3 separate regions of the Mus musculus genome follow, and all the other regions are linked to region 1. A link is a contact called in public promoter capture Hi-C data. All regions are on one chromosome and are shown on one strand. The core of a region is the stretch at or near the end of the contact, and the rest is flanking DNA. Distances in the headings are between cores, read along the strand shown. Region 1 holds the start of Ell3 (elongation factor RNA polymerase II-like 3). Region 2 overlaps Ubr1 (ubiquitin protein ligase E3 component n-recognin 1). Region 3 holds the start of Tgm5 (transglutaminase 5).

The links. Promoter capture Hi-C pulls out the DNA fragments that hold promoters and counts their contacts. Capture Hi-C pulls out chosen DNA fragments and counts their contacts.
Region 2: a promoter capture Hi-C map of fetal liver shows a contact between it and region 1, with 4 times the contacts expected there. The contact joins the enhancer-like site here to the promoter of Ell3 in region 1. A contact is called at or near these places in 7 of 39 promoter capture datasets (the C10 cell line, HPC-7-derived erythroid cells, cranial neural crest and 3 more), 1 of 484 Hi-C or Micro-C datasets (B cells), 3 of 115 datasets of contacts at active chromatin or transcription factors (bone marrow-derived macrophages, large pre-B cells and pancreatic cancer cells) and 1 of 9 other capture datasets (liver).
Region 3: a contact with region 1 is called in a promoter capture Hi-C map of pancreatic islet. The contact joins the promoter of Tgm5 here to the promoter of Ell3 in region 1. A contact is called at or near these places in 1 of 39 promoter capture datasets (neural stem cells), 1 of 115 datasets of contacts at active chromatin or transcription factors (pancreatic cancer cells) and 1 of 9 other capture datasets (pancreatic islet).

Annotation. Positions count from the first base shown.
Region 1 is chr2:121,440,638-121,444,646 of GRCm38.p6, reverse strand. Ell3 (elongation factor RNA polymerase II-like 3) reads left to right here and starts at 2,046. Exons shown (of 11, transcript NM_145973.2): 1 at 2,046-2,251; 2 at 2,466-2,501; 3 at 2,824-2,936; 4 at 3,034-3,220; 5 at 3,306-3,385; 6 at 3,476-3,551. The coding sequence starts at 2,120.
Region 2 is chr2:120,957,599-120,961,607 of GRCm38.p6, reverse strand. Ubr1 (ubiquitin protein ligase E3 component n-recognin 1) reads left to right here. Exons shown (of 47, transcript NM_009461.2): 3 at 445-523. Among named protein-coding and RNA genes, the nearest start is that of Ubr1, 11 kb to the left of the region's middle. Within about 2 kb of position 2,072, at least 22 of the 459 cell types and tissues checked have an H3K27ac peak or open chromatin away from gene starts, as enhancers often do. A contact at or near this core is called in bone marrow-derived macrophages, where this site is marked.
Region 3 is chr2:121,083,900-121,087,908 of GRCm38.p6, reverse strand. Tgm5 (transglutaminase 5) reads left to right here and starts at 2,068. Exons shown (of 13, transcript NM_028799.3): 1 at 2,068-2,247. The coding sequence starts at 2,238.

The DNA of each region.
Region 1 (4,009 bases), core at 797-3,296:
TCCAAATATCGTCCTCAGTTACCTGCTATTCTATTTGCTCTTGCAGTATTTATTGGCTTAATTGTTTCTAAAATGAGGTTAGGTTATCACTTTGAACTACTGGGCACAAGCCATCCTACTAATACACACCACTGAGGCTTTCCCAGCATCCTGTGCATGCCAGACAAGCATTCTACCCACAAGCTTGATCCCCAGGCCCTAGTCTCTCCTTTAAGTTTAAATTCAGGAAAGTCCTACAAAAGGTCCCAGCTAACATCTATGAAAAGAAAGCCCAGGCCATCATCTTTATGAATTACACCCGCTAAACCAGGTGTGGCAACCCAAGCCTTTAATTCCAGCTTTTGAGAGGCAGAGACAGGCAGATCCTTGAGTTTGAGGCCAGCCTGTTCTACAGAGTGAGCTCCCTGACTCTAAAATGAAGAAGAAAGAGAAGAAAAGAAGAAAAGGAAAGGAAGAAGAAAGAAAAATAGAGGGCTACCACTATTTATAAAGTTAATAAACTGTCCTCCACAGAAATGGAATGGCTCAATAGGTAGGTAAATGTATCTGTGGTTGCTGTTGGCAACTTGTTGCCAAGATTTTAAAGTCAGTAAGCCTGGCCGTGGTGGCGCATGCCTTTAATCCCAGCACTCGGGAGGCAGAGGCAGGCGGATTTCTGAGTTCAAGGCCAGCCTGGTCTACAAAGTGAGTTCCAGGACAGCCAGGGCTATACAGAGAAACCCTGTCTCGAAAAACAACAACAACAAACAAACAAACAAAAATCAGCATTACTGCGAATATTTCCCTGCATATAGGAGTGTATTGTTCTTATACACATATTGTACATGTTCTGAGTGCATTGTTCAATGGGTTTAGACAAATTATTTGTTTTGAGATGAACAGCATTAAAATCACTTGGAATTACACACACACACACACACACACACACACACACACACACACACTAATATAAAATATATATCCCAGTTATTCGATCCCAGTTAGGAAAAAAGGAGATAAGAGAGTCTGAGAGACATAACCAAACACAAATAAATAAAGACAGGAAACACTGGCCTGAGATTTGTCGGGGGTGGGGTGGGGTGGGGTGGGGGTGGGGGTCTCAAAACCATAGGATCTGTAGCCCTGCTGGGAAACTTGCAGGCACCTTTTAGTCAAGAGTAGAGGCTAACACATGTAATCCTAGCATTTGGGAAATATAGGCAGGAGAATTGCTAGTGAGTTCAGCAAGAGTGATCTACATAGTGAATGAAACCCTGTCTAAAAGAAAAAACAAAAGACTCAAAGAGGAGGGGAGAGTGCCTTTAAAGGAGCCAGCTGTGGTTTCGCCACTTTCTCTTATGTTTATTAGGCTACATAGTAACACCTGGGAGTGAGTTACGGCTTTCTGCTCTCTGATTTATTATTTTATTTATTTATTTATTGCCACAACTACGCCCGCCCCACACCCCCATCCACCGATAGGCTTGGCTCCAGTCCCAGATAGCCAGACTTCCAAATCTGCGAGGCACCCACCCACCTGGCCTTACAGCCTCATCAAGTCCCTTTTAGAAACCAAATTGGGATCCGCCTCAGCAGACGCAGCAACTCGGGCGGAAAAAGAAAAAGGATTGCACTGGTCCCTCTTGGGGTCTGCCATCCTCTGGTCCCTTAGGTACTTCGGGGCCTCGGAGGCATAAATGACTCAATCCGACTATCAACCAGTCTCGATTCCCTCCCCTGTGAGACTGAAACCCTCAAGTGGTTTCAGGTTCAGCTTTTACTTAAAGACAACGATTTTGAATCCAGAATGGGGAAACTGGGAAAACTGAGGCAGAACAAGACATCCTGGGTGACAGGTCAGACCCTCGAAGCAGATCCTTTCTCATTAGACCTGGAATGCTCCTCATAGTGTCCAATACTGCCCAAGCCAAATCAAGAAGAAACCGCTTGGGTTCTGGCCAGCAGCTGAGGTGAGTGAGGTACCGCCCACAAGGCCAGGGAAACTTTGGGGCGGTGCCGGGGGTGGGGTCATGGTGGAGGGCGGGACAGACCCGGAGGGCGGGAGTGCCAGCCTAGGCTTGCACAGCAGAGGTGGCCCTCACCTGTGGTCCCGGTTCTGCATGTGCGCGACTTTGGCACCATGGAGGGGACCCAGGAAGCTCTGAGTGGGAAAATGCGGCTCCTCTTCACCCCCGCTGCTCGGACCAGCCTCCTGATGCTAAGGCTCAACGAGGCGGCGCTGCGGGCATTGCAAGAGTGTCAGCAGCAACAGGTGAGACTGGCCCCCGGCCCCTTCTTCCCTTCCCGGCCAACCAGACCTTGGCCTCCCAAGGCTATGCTGGAGAAGGGACTTGGGGTTGTGCGGGTTTTCAGATTCCAGTCCCCCCGCCTCCAAGTGAAGCCGGCCAGGCAGGTGTCCCCAGCCTCCTCGATCCTGGGGACTTTGCTTCCTTTGTGTTCAGCTGGTGTTTGGGCTCTTCCTGCAGGTACGGCCAGTGATCGCTTTCCAAGGCCACCGAGGGGTAAGTGCTGGCCGGATGTGCGAGGGAGGTTGGGGGTGAGAGAGCGTAAGCGTGGGCTCCAGGAAGGTGAGCTCTGGGCCGGAGCTTGCCAGAGGTCACAGTCTGAGCAAGTTATGAGAACTAAACCCTATGAAGATGTGGGGCTGTGGTCCCAGGAGACTGTGCAGTCTCAGCCTCTTGGGGGAACTCTGAACCAGCTGCACCTGGTGTGCTAACGAGCCCCTTGGGGATTTGTCTTCAGTCTTAGAATTGTTTGGGGAGGAGTGGCATGGACAGGAGGAAGAGGGGCCGGCTTAACTGGGTTTACCATTCCCTACCCCAGTACCTAAGGTTTCCAGGCCCGGGATGGTCCTGCCTTTTCTCCTTCATAGTATCCCAGTGTGGCCAAGAGGGCACTAATGGTGGCTTGGACCTTGTGTACCAACGCTTAGGCAGGTAAGGACAAGGTAAGAGAAGTTTGCAGGAAATGGGAAGAAGTGTTCAGAAGATCTCCAACTCATTTTTCTATTGTCTTTCCCACTCTTCTTTCAAGATCTGGGCCGAACTGTCTCCACTGCCTGGGCTCCCTTAGAGAGCGACTCACTATTTGGGCAGCCATGGATACTATCCCAGCTCCACTGTTAGCTCAGGAACACCTGACTGAAGGTACCAGAGAGTCTGAGAGCTGGCAGGACACTGGAGACGAACCTGAAGGCCATCCCCAGCTGGCACCAGATGAGGTGAGACTAGAAACAGCAGGTAGTCATCATAAGGTGGGACACCCAGGTCCAGGGAGCCAAGTTTTCCTATAACTTCCCCTGACAGGTGTCTGACCCACTGGCAAGCCACCATGAACAGTCACTCCCAGGATCCTCCAGTGAGCCCATGGCACAATGGGAAATGAGGTACTGAGACAGGCTGGGTCTCCTCTCTACCCTTACATTTCTTTAATAAGCTCTCACCTTGGCCTCTCCCATTCCTTCCAAAAATCCTAGGAACCACACTTATCTTCCAAGCAGAGAGCCTGATCAGTCCCTGCTTTCCCCTGCTAGCCAGAAACGCCTGGACAAGGTAAGCAAGGACTTTAGTCTCTTTTTGGAGTCGGTTCTCACTGTGTAATCCTGGCATGCCTGGGAGCTCCTTATGTAGCACTGACTGGCCTCAAACTCCTTTCACCTGTCCCTGCTTTCTGAGTGCTGAGATGTCCAGAGAGGCAAGAGCTGTTCAAAGAGTAGTTTAAAAGGCAGGGTGAATCTTGGGTTGACACAGTACTGATACAGCATAAAATCTGGCCCATGCTTATAATCTGAAGGTCTCCAGAGATAGGAGGATAGGGCTATGCTCTGCTGCACAGCATGAGTATGAGGCCAGCCTGCCTGGACTACCTACCTAAGGACTGGTCTCAAACAAAACAAAACAAACAAAAAGGCTGGAGAGATGACTTATCAAGTGAGTGCAAGCATAAGGTTTGAACTTAGTCTGAATCCCAGCACCTATGTACCTAGGACCCAGCCAGCCTAGGAAAACCA
Region 2 (4,009 bases), core at 823-3,322, 480 kb after region 1:
CTGGGTGCCTCTTGGTGACTCCACGCTCATGCTTACATGCCAGGTACTGCTTGAGGTATTTGGGATCTACCAATATATAACCAATGAGTTTTGTCTTATTGAACCTCAGTTACAGTGCACAGAAGTGTGCCTGTAAGTTAGAGGGCAAACAATGGCAGATAATGAACAAAAACAATTTTCCTCTAGTTCCCACAGAGTTAACAGTTTAAAAAGCCAGGTAAAGCTCAAAGTTATAAACTGAACATCTTATGGAATCAGGTGTGTTAGAAAGGAGGCTAAATTATGGAGGCAGCGTTGTCTTTTTTTCCAGGTGTTCTTAGAACTCAGCTTTTGGGGCATCCGGTGTTATTTTGCCCACCACACAGGAAGCTCATTCGTTTTATAGTTGTACCTTAAGTGTCAGCGCAAGTTGGTTTTTGGAATCTAATTCTTTATTTTCTTTAGGGATTGTGCAATTGATCCAACGTGTGTGCTCTGTATGGACTGCTTCCAAAGTAGTGTTCATAAAAACCATCGTTACAAGGTATGAAAACTATATGTATAAAACCACTTAGTGGGAATCTCATGACCACCTAGTCCAAGTTTTTGAGCTGTTTTATTTCTTGCTAAATAGCTCTGATGTGTATCTTTAATTATACTTAGATAATGTATGATGTGATTATACCAATTGAGATTCTTAAACTGTATATGTGAGTTCCATTTTCCTACATTCTTGGAAGATTTGACCCTCTGTAAGTTGTTATAAAATTATCAGTTCTCAGGAAACTCCTGAGCATGGTAGACAATGCATCAGTCTACAGACTTAGTTCTTCTTGTGCTCTCTTAATTAATAATGGGGTTGAGACTTTTCCTTTTCTGTTGAATTATTAGATAGTTTTGTTATTAGAGCTAAAATGTATTTCTCACATAATAGTGCTGGTTCTGTATTCTGGGCTCAGATAGATATGAAGATTCATGTTTCTCTTTGTATATTTAATATGCCTCAAGTACTGTGTAAAATGTAAATAACATTTCGAAGTTACATAGTCCATATCTTTTGTAAACTTGAAAGTTCTAGGCTAACACAGACTACATATATAGACAAAGAGGCTTTTGAATAACAAAGAAAAGAATGTCTATAAGCCTAAAGTACTCTCCTCAAAGGAAAGTACACAGAAAATGGAACATTTTTATAGTTGGTCACATAGGGAGCCTTAATAGTATTGAAATTCCCTCTGTCTGGATTCCAGGTTAGAATTATTCATTTCCTTGTTAAACTTTGTAAATGACTTCTACCTTGTGTAGATTCTCAGACAAGGAATACTTTATAAGAGAAAGAAGCACAGCTATTCTGTTAACCATAGGTAGGAGGAATATGTAATGTGCCAGAGAAAGGGGTAGAGGAGAAAGGGGCAAGGGCAGACTCCATCTCTAGGTGGGGCAAAAGCCAACCGAAAATTTTATTTATATTTTATATTATCCAGTTTTCCTAGATACTTTTTGGTATATTGTGTAGGTGAATACCTGATTTTATCTGTGCTGGGGTTGGACTTGGAGCCGTACGAGAGGTTGGCAAACACTCTAATGGAGCTACATTCTCAGTCCTTGTGTGTTATCTCGCAGTGCTGGAGTTTGAAGCTAGTGTGCTTTGTACACACTTGTCAGGCAAGAACTCTATCATCATGCTATAACCTAGTCCAATAAATACAGTTTTAAAGTAATGAGAACTGAACTTAGACTTCATACATGCTAGGCAAGTGCTGTACCACTGAGCTATATTCCCAGCGCTAATACTTTTTAAATGCTATAATATTTGTGTGTATGTTTTGTGTGTTTCTGAGTCAGGTTGTCATTCTGTAAAACGAGCTGAAGCTTTGTTTCTTTATTGTTCCCAAATACTGTCTTGGACTCTTCTGCCACTGAAGGTTTTCCTTGGTCCTCTGTTTGTGTATTTTTCATGTTCAATACAATGTTGCTTTAGACCAGTGTTTCTCAATCTGTGGGTCTCCACCCCTTTGTGAGGTTACCCAAGACTGTAGAAAACACAGATGTTTACATTATGATTCATAACAGTAGCAAATACAGTTATGAAGTAGCAAGGAAAATAATTATATTGTTGTGAGTCACCACAATGTGAGGAACTGTACTAAAGGGTCACAGTGCTAGGAGGCTGAGTAGCATTGGTTTAGACAAACGTAATATGTGATGCTGAGAACAGAACTCAGCGTCTGTACTGTATACTCAGGCTGATCTTGAACTCATGGCAGTCCTCCTGCTCAGCTTCTCAGGTGCTAGAATTACAGGCGTCAAACACCTCGTTCAGTTTCATACTTTTTTTATTTTCTTAAAAATTTTTACATTTATTTTACTTATTTACATGTGTGTTTTATTCATGTGCATATAAAAAAAAGGCATGTCTGAGACTTTATCTGTAGAGAAAGATTGTTTGAGGTTGAAGAATTTGTGCTTTTAATTTGAAAGACATCCTCCTGTCCAATTTCTGTTTTTGTAAAAGGCATATAAAATGTATTATCTGAACCATTTTTAAGTGTGTGTGTGCAGCTGGGTGGTAAGTTTTCAAAGCTCATTCTGTGAACCCATGTCCACGGTCCAGCTCCATACTTCATTTCACTTTGTGAAGACAAAGTAGTCAATGGTGGCTCTCCTGTCCTTGCTTTTCTCCTGGGAGCCATCAGAAGCTTCCTGTCTCTGTGAATGTGACTTCTGTAAGTGCCTCTCCTGGTGTGGAAATCAGGCAGTGTCTTTTGTGACTGGCTTGACTTGTATAAAACTCTCAAGTTCAAATGCAGCATATATCATAGGTTCCTTCCTTTTTAAGTTTGAATAACATTCTGCTATAAAACATCACATTTTGACTATCTGTGTTTCTATTGATGGACTCAGGTTGTTCCACAAAACTTTGATAGATTTAGGTCAGGTCATTTTTCTTGTGTTACTGGGCCAATTTATTTGTGGGTTAAGGCTGGAGAGATGGCTCAATGGTTAAGAGCACAGGTTGCTCTTTAAGAAGACGCAGGTTTGATTCCCAGCACCCACATGACAGCTCATAGCCATCGGTAACCCAGTCCTAGGAGATCTGATGCTCTCTTCTGATCTTTATGGGTATGCAAAGACACATGCAGGTATAATACCTCCATGTGTGAAATAATAAATCTAAAAAGAAATTAAAACAAAAAGGTATGAGAGCTGGGCATGGTGGTAGACTCCTGTAATTCTTAATTCTAGCACCAGGGAGGCTGAGGCAGGATCAGAACTCAAGGCCTCACTGGGCTATGTAGGAAATCCTGTCTCAAAAAGACAAAGATGTGGGGATATTGCCTTTCCATTAGCATCTTTTTGAAGTTTAGTTGCACAGGGCTTGTTGTTGTTGTCGTTGCTTTGTTTGTTTTTTGTTGTTGTTGGGATTGACAATCAATACATTGGAGCCTGAATAAAGTCTAACTTGTGGCTTTTGTGTGAACTGCAAGCTAAGAAAGGTTTCTGTAACTTTTAGGGGCTGAAAGTATGGCTCACAGGTGGTCTCGTGCTTCCTTACTGTATGTGTGCAGAGGACGTTCTGAGAAAAAGTCCAAATTACATCATTCTCATCATCTTCTCCCTGAGTTAGTATATTTTTGGTTTTTCCCCTAGGAACACTGAAAGGAAGAAGATGGTCATTGTAGTAGAACATTAATGTGAATGAAGATACTGTATTAAGTAGTTCTTACTATGTATCATTATATTGAATTTTTAAAGGTTTATATAGTAAAAAATGAAAATGTATACTCAAGCATTTTAGGTTATAAGGGATATTTTTACTTTCCAATCTGTTCTCTATTAGTTCACATTTAATAAAAAACTATTATTTTTAAAATGTGGGGTTACATTTTAAAAACTTGTACATTAGAAGACCCATTTTAAAAAAATTATCTTTAATCTTTTTTACAGTCCAGTTGTTACCCCTCCCAGTCTACTCCCCAACAAGTCCTTATCCCATTTCTCCTCCCTGTCTCCAAGAGGATGTCTCCCA
Region 3 (4,009 bases), core at 819-3,318, 360 kb after region 1:
TGTGTGTAAGAGAGAGAGAGAGGGAGAGAGAGAGGGAGAGAGGTCTCCATCAGAGAACTGAGGGGGCATTGGCCTACCTGAGATCCAGTAGGGGAGAGAAAGATGATCCTCAATGGCTTGTGGGGATGCTGAGTTTAGACCTCATCCGTTGTTGGATCCTGAGCAGGGGACTGTTTGTTTGAACTGGCTCTTCAGAAAAACTCAGTAGTAAAGAATCTGGATAGAGGAGGGTGGGAAGTCGTCTAGGTGTTGTTATCTAGACAAGCTGGTATTTCAGTGAAGCAGAGCTGAGGGACACGAGGGGAAGAGGCAGATGTGGAGTTAATCAGGGGTTGATCTGGACCAAGGGAGGCACGGAGAGGAGAAATGGCCCTGATCTCACCTTCATGGCCTCCGTGCAGCATCCTCACCACCAAGACCAGAAACGCAGGAGAAAAGGCAGCTGTGCTAAGAGAAAGCAGGGAAGGAATCAGTTGGACGCACTGGGTGTCAAGTATCACAAGTTGGCAAAGAAGAGGGGACTGCAGGTCACAGTTCTGGGGATCACCTAAGTCATGGGGTGGGAGGTGGAGGGAGAACAGGTGAGTTTCTGAGACAGCCCTGAGGAGCACCAATATGGGCATGAGAAGAAAATGACAGACTAGGTGGTGGCAGGGAAATAAAAAGAGAAATGAAAGAGAGGAGAGATGATGGGAGAGAGAGAGGAGGGAAGAGAGAGGGACGGGAGGGAAGGAGTGGAAGAGAGAAGGGTCTGCATGCTCAGAGTTCTAGAAGGTTCCTCAAGATAAAAGCAGGAAAGGGTTCCTGGCCTTCAGAGGGAGTAGATGAGATGTGTCAGGGGACTGGGGACAGAAAGTAGATGGGAGGAGGTGAAGCGGGGAGAGCAAAGCAGTACATGAGCACTGAGCAGTCAGAACCGGGAGGAAAGGCAGGAGCTCCAGGGCCAGTGAGCTGAGGGAAGCTGAGTACTGAGGGTGTGTGCAAATGTGTGTGCAAATGTGTTAGAAAGTGAGTTGGCCACAGGTGTGCCTCAGTCGTAGAGTGGTCACTCAGCATGCTTGAGGCCCTGGGTTCAATCCCCAGCACAGCAGCAAACCAATGACCTTGGAGAACTGTATTTGTGTGTCTGTACATTATAAAAGCTGATTAGCCACAGAGAATTGAAAACACAGGAAAGAAAATGACCCCTATGGATACGTTCCTCAGAGGACCTAGAAATCAGGAGACACAGGAAGAAGTAAGTCACAGCAGGAAAGGCAGAGTGGGTAGGTATCCCGCCCACTCCTCACACAGGATTCTGCTTTATCTTCGCCCTTTCTGACCTGATCCTTAATACAACATAGCCCCCCATGACCCCCTCTCTGAGTGCCTTGGGTATTGATGGAGGATTACTTTATCAGGAAGCTACATTCTTATCTTGTCTTTTTCATTCATTTAAAAACTGTTTTAATTTTATATGTATGTATGTATGTATGTATGTGCCACATGCATGCCTGGTGCCTGCAGGAGGCGAGAGGGGGACACCAGATAACCTGGAACTGGCACTTAATACAGTGTGAGCCTCCCCCACCACCATGAAAATCCCGGGACTCATGCTCAGATCCTCGGGGAAAATAGCCCACACTCATAACCTCTGGACTACCTCTCCAGCCCCACCTCTGCTAATTTTATTTGAGATTCACTGTGGGCCTGGAAGGTCTCACTTGAAATAGTGCCACTGCCTGAAAAAAAAAGTCATACCAAGGACAGTCCAGAGTGGCTTCTGTTTGTGCTTAAACTCCAGAAACAGAGGGCTCAAGTGCAAGGGCTGGCCAAGGCTCTTTTGGTTGGGAGTAATAGTCTCACAACTAGGACCCTGACACTCTTTCCTGCAGAAACACAGTTCCCTCCATCCCCGTGGAGGCCCCATCTGTTCACCAGTTCCTCCTGGCTCCCTGACCATAGCACCACTGCCCGAGAGCTATCGAAAGTCCAATAGCACAAAAGCCCTGATGGAACCACAGCCTCCACACCTCCTCTCAGCTGTGCAACACTGCCAAGAAAAACCAGAGGGCAAGTAAGAAAACCAGTTGTGCTCTGCCCTGTCAGAGGTGGCAGTGCAGCAGCTGGCCCCACCTCCAGTGTCTCTCGGAGCCTCGGCATGGAAGGGGAAGCAGCCACTCCAGGATCAGTTTCCTGAAGCTCCAATCCATCCAGCTGTCTGTGGGGGAGCAGCCCAGGAGCCAGAAGGAGCCACCATGGCCCAAGGTAGGGAAGCCACACACGGTGGGTAGAAAATGGGGACAGTGAAGATCCAGAGACATCAAGGGCAGGAGGTTGGATAAACAATAAGAACAATAATAAGCTGATCTAGGCAGGAAGCCAAGAGCCCTCAGGATTCATTGGTCCCCTGAGAACCAGGAGGCAGGGTGAAGGCAAACACTGCTGCATGCTACCATGCCTCCTCCACAATAGGGTGGATGAGCAAGGCAAGGGATTAGGGCATTAGGCATTAGGATTCCTGTCCTGTGACACTAGCTAACTTCTTCACACTGGCCAAGTCTCTTCTGTGCTTCCTGCCTCCGTGTCAGGGTTCAGACCATGTTAAAGTTCTCTGAATCCTCCTGTCTTTTCTTTTCCCATCATCCTTTTCTGTTTACATCATCCTCTCTTGTCTAGATGAAGAACACTCTGAAGATGAAATGATTACATGAAGCCAACTCTAAGGGATGCATTTTAACTTACTCTACAAGTGTGACAAGGTCACTTCTATTTACTATAAACAATATAATAAATATTTTACTATTTCGTTAACTTTATGTAAAATGTAAAAATTCAATTACAAAGGAAATATATGAGGACTGGATTAGAGTAAAATAAAGTAATGATTGCAGGTAAAGTTCTAAATACCTCAACCTCGTCTTGAATAACCATTGTTGTCTCCAGTCTTTGGTAGAGACATTAGCATTTATGTAAGTGCTGAATGCAATCAGTTGGATCAACACATGTTACAAATCCAGATACTCTCATACTATATAAATATAAACTTATTTTTTCACTAATAGCATGTCTTGTAGCATTAGATCTACCTCTCAGCAGTTTCCATTTTGCATGGTATTCTACAGTGTATGATCTATTCATCTTGTTGTCTTTTAATGGATGCTTAGATTATTCCCAATTTTTTTTAGGTAGACAAGCAGTTTTACAGTCAGCATTCTTATGTGTGCTTCTGGGTACTCGTGAGGAAATGTCTTTCTAGATAGTTATTATGATCACTAACTTTGTAAGTTCTTCCTAACCCCCTGTTACTTTCTTGTTATTTCTTTCTTTCTCTCCTTACTTCAAGAAGTACTCTAATCAAAAGTGAACATACCATTTGAACATAGATAAGCAAAATATGGTATTTCAAAATAATGGAATATTGTTTGGTCATGAAAATGAAAGCTAAGCACAATGTTTGGGTGCAGAGCATCCATGTGTCATAGTTGGAGGTTGACTTGGCCTGTAGTGTCTCTAGAGAATAGGATGTGTTTGAAGTGCTTCCTGTTAGGCAGGTGTTGCCCTACCTGATGGGTAGCCTTAGTCATGCACAGACCTGAGCCAGTTAGTGCTCTTTGCTCAGTCAACTGGTCTCCTAAGGGATCAGCTGCTCCTGCTCCTGCTCCTCCTCCTGCTCCTCCTCCTGCTCCTCCTCCTGCTCCTCTTCTTCTTTTTTTTCAAGACAGGGTTTCTCTTTATAACCCTGGCTGTCCTGAAACTCACTTTGTAGACCAGGCTGGCCTCGAACTCAGATATCTGCCTGCCTTTGCCTCCGGAGTGCTGGGATCAAAGGCGTGCGCCACCACCCGGCCTCTTCCTCCTCCTCCTCCTCCTCCTCCTCCTCCTCCTTCTCCTCCTCCTCCTCCTCCTCCTCCTCCTGCTCCTTCTCCTCCTCCTGCTCCTCCTCCTCCTCCTCCTGCTCCTCCTCCTGCTCCTCCTCCTCCTGCTCCTCCTCCTCCTTCTCCTCCTCCTCCTCCTCCTTCTTCTCTTT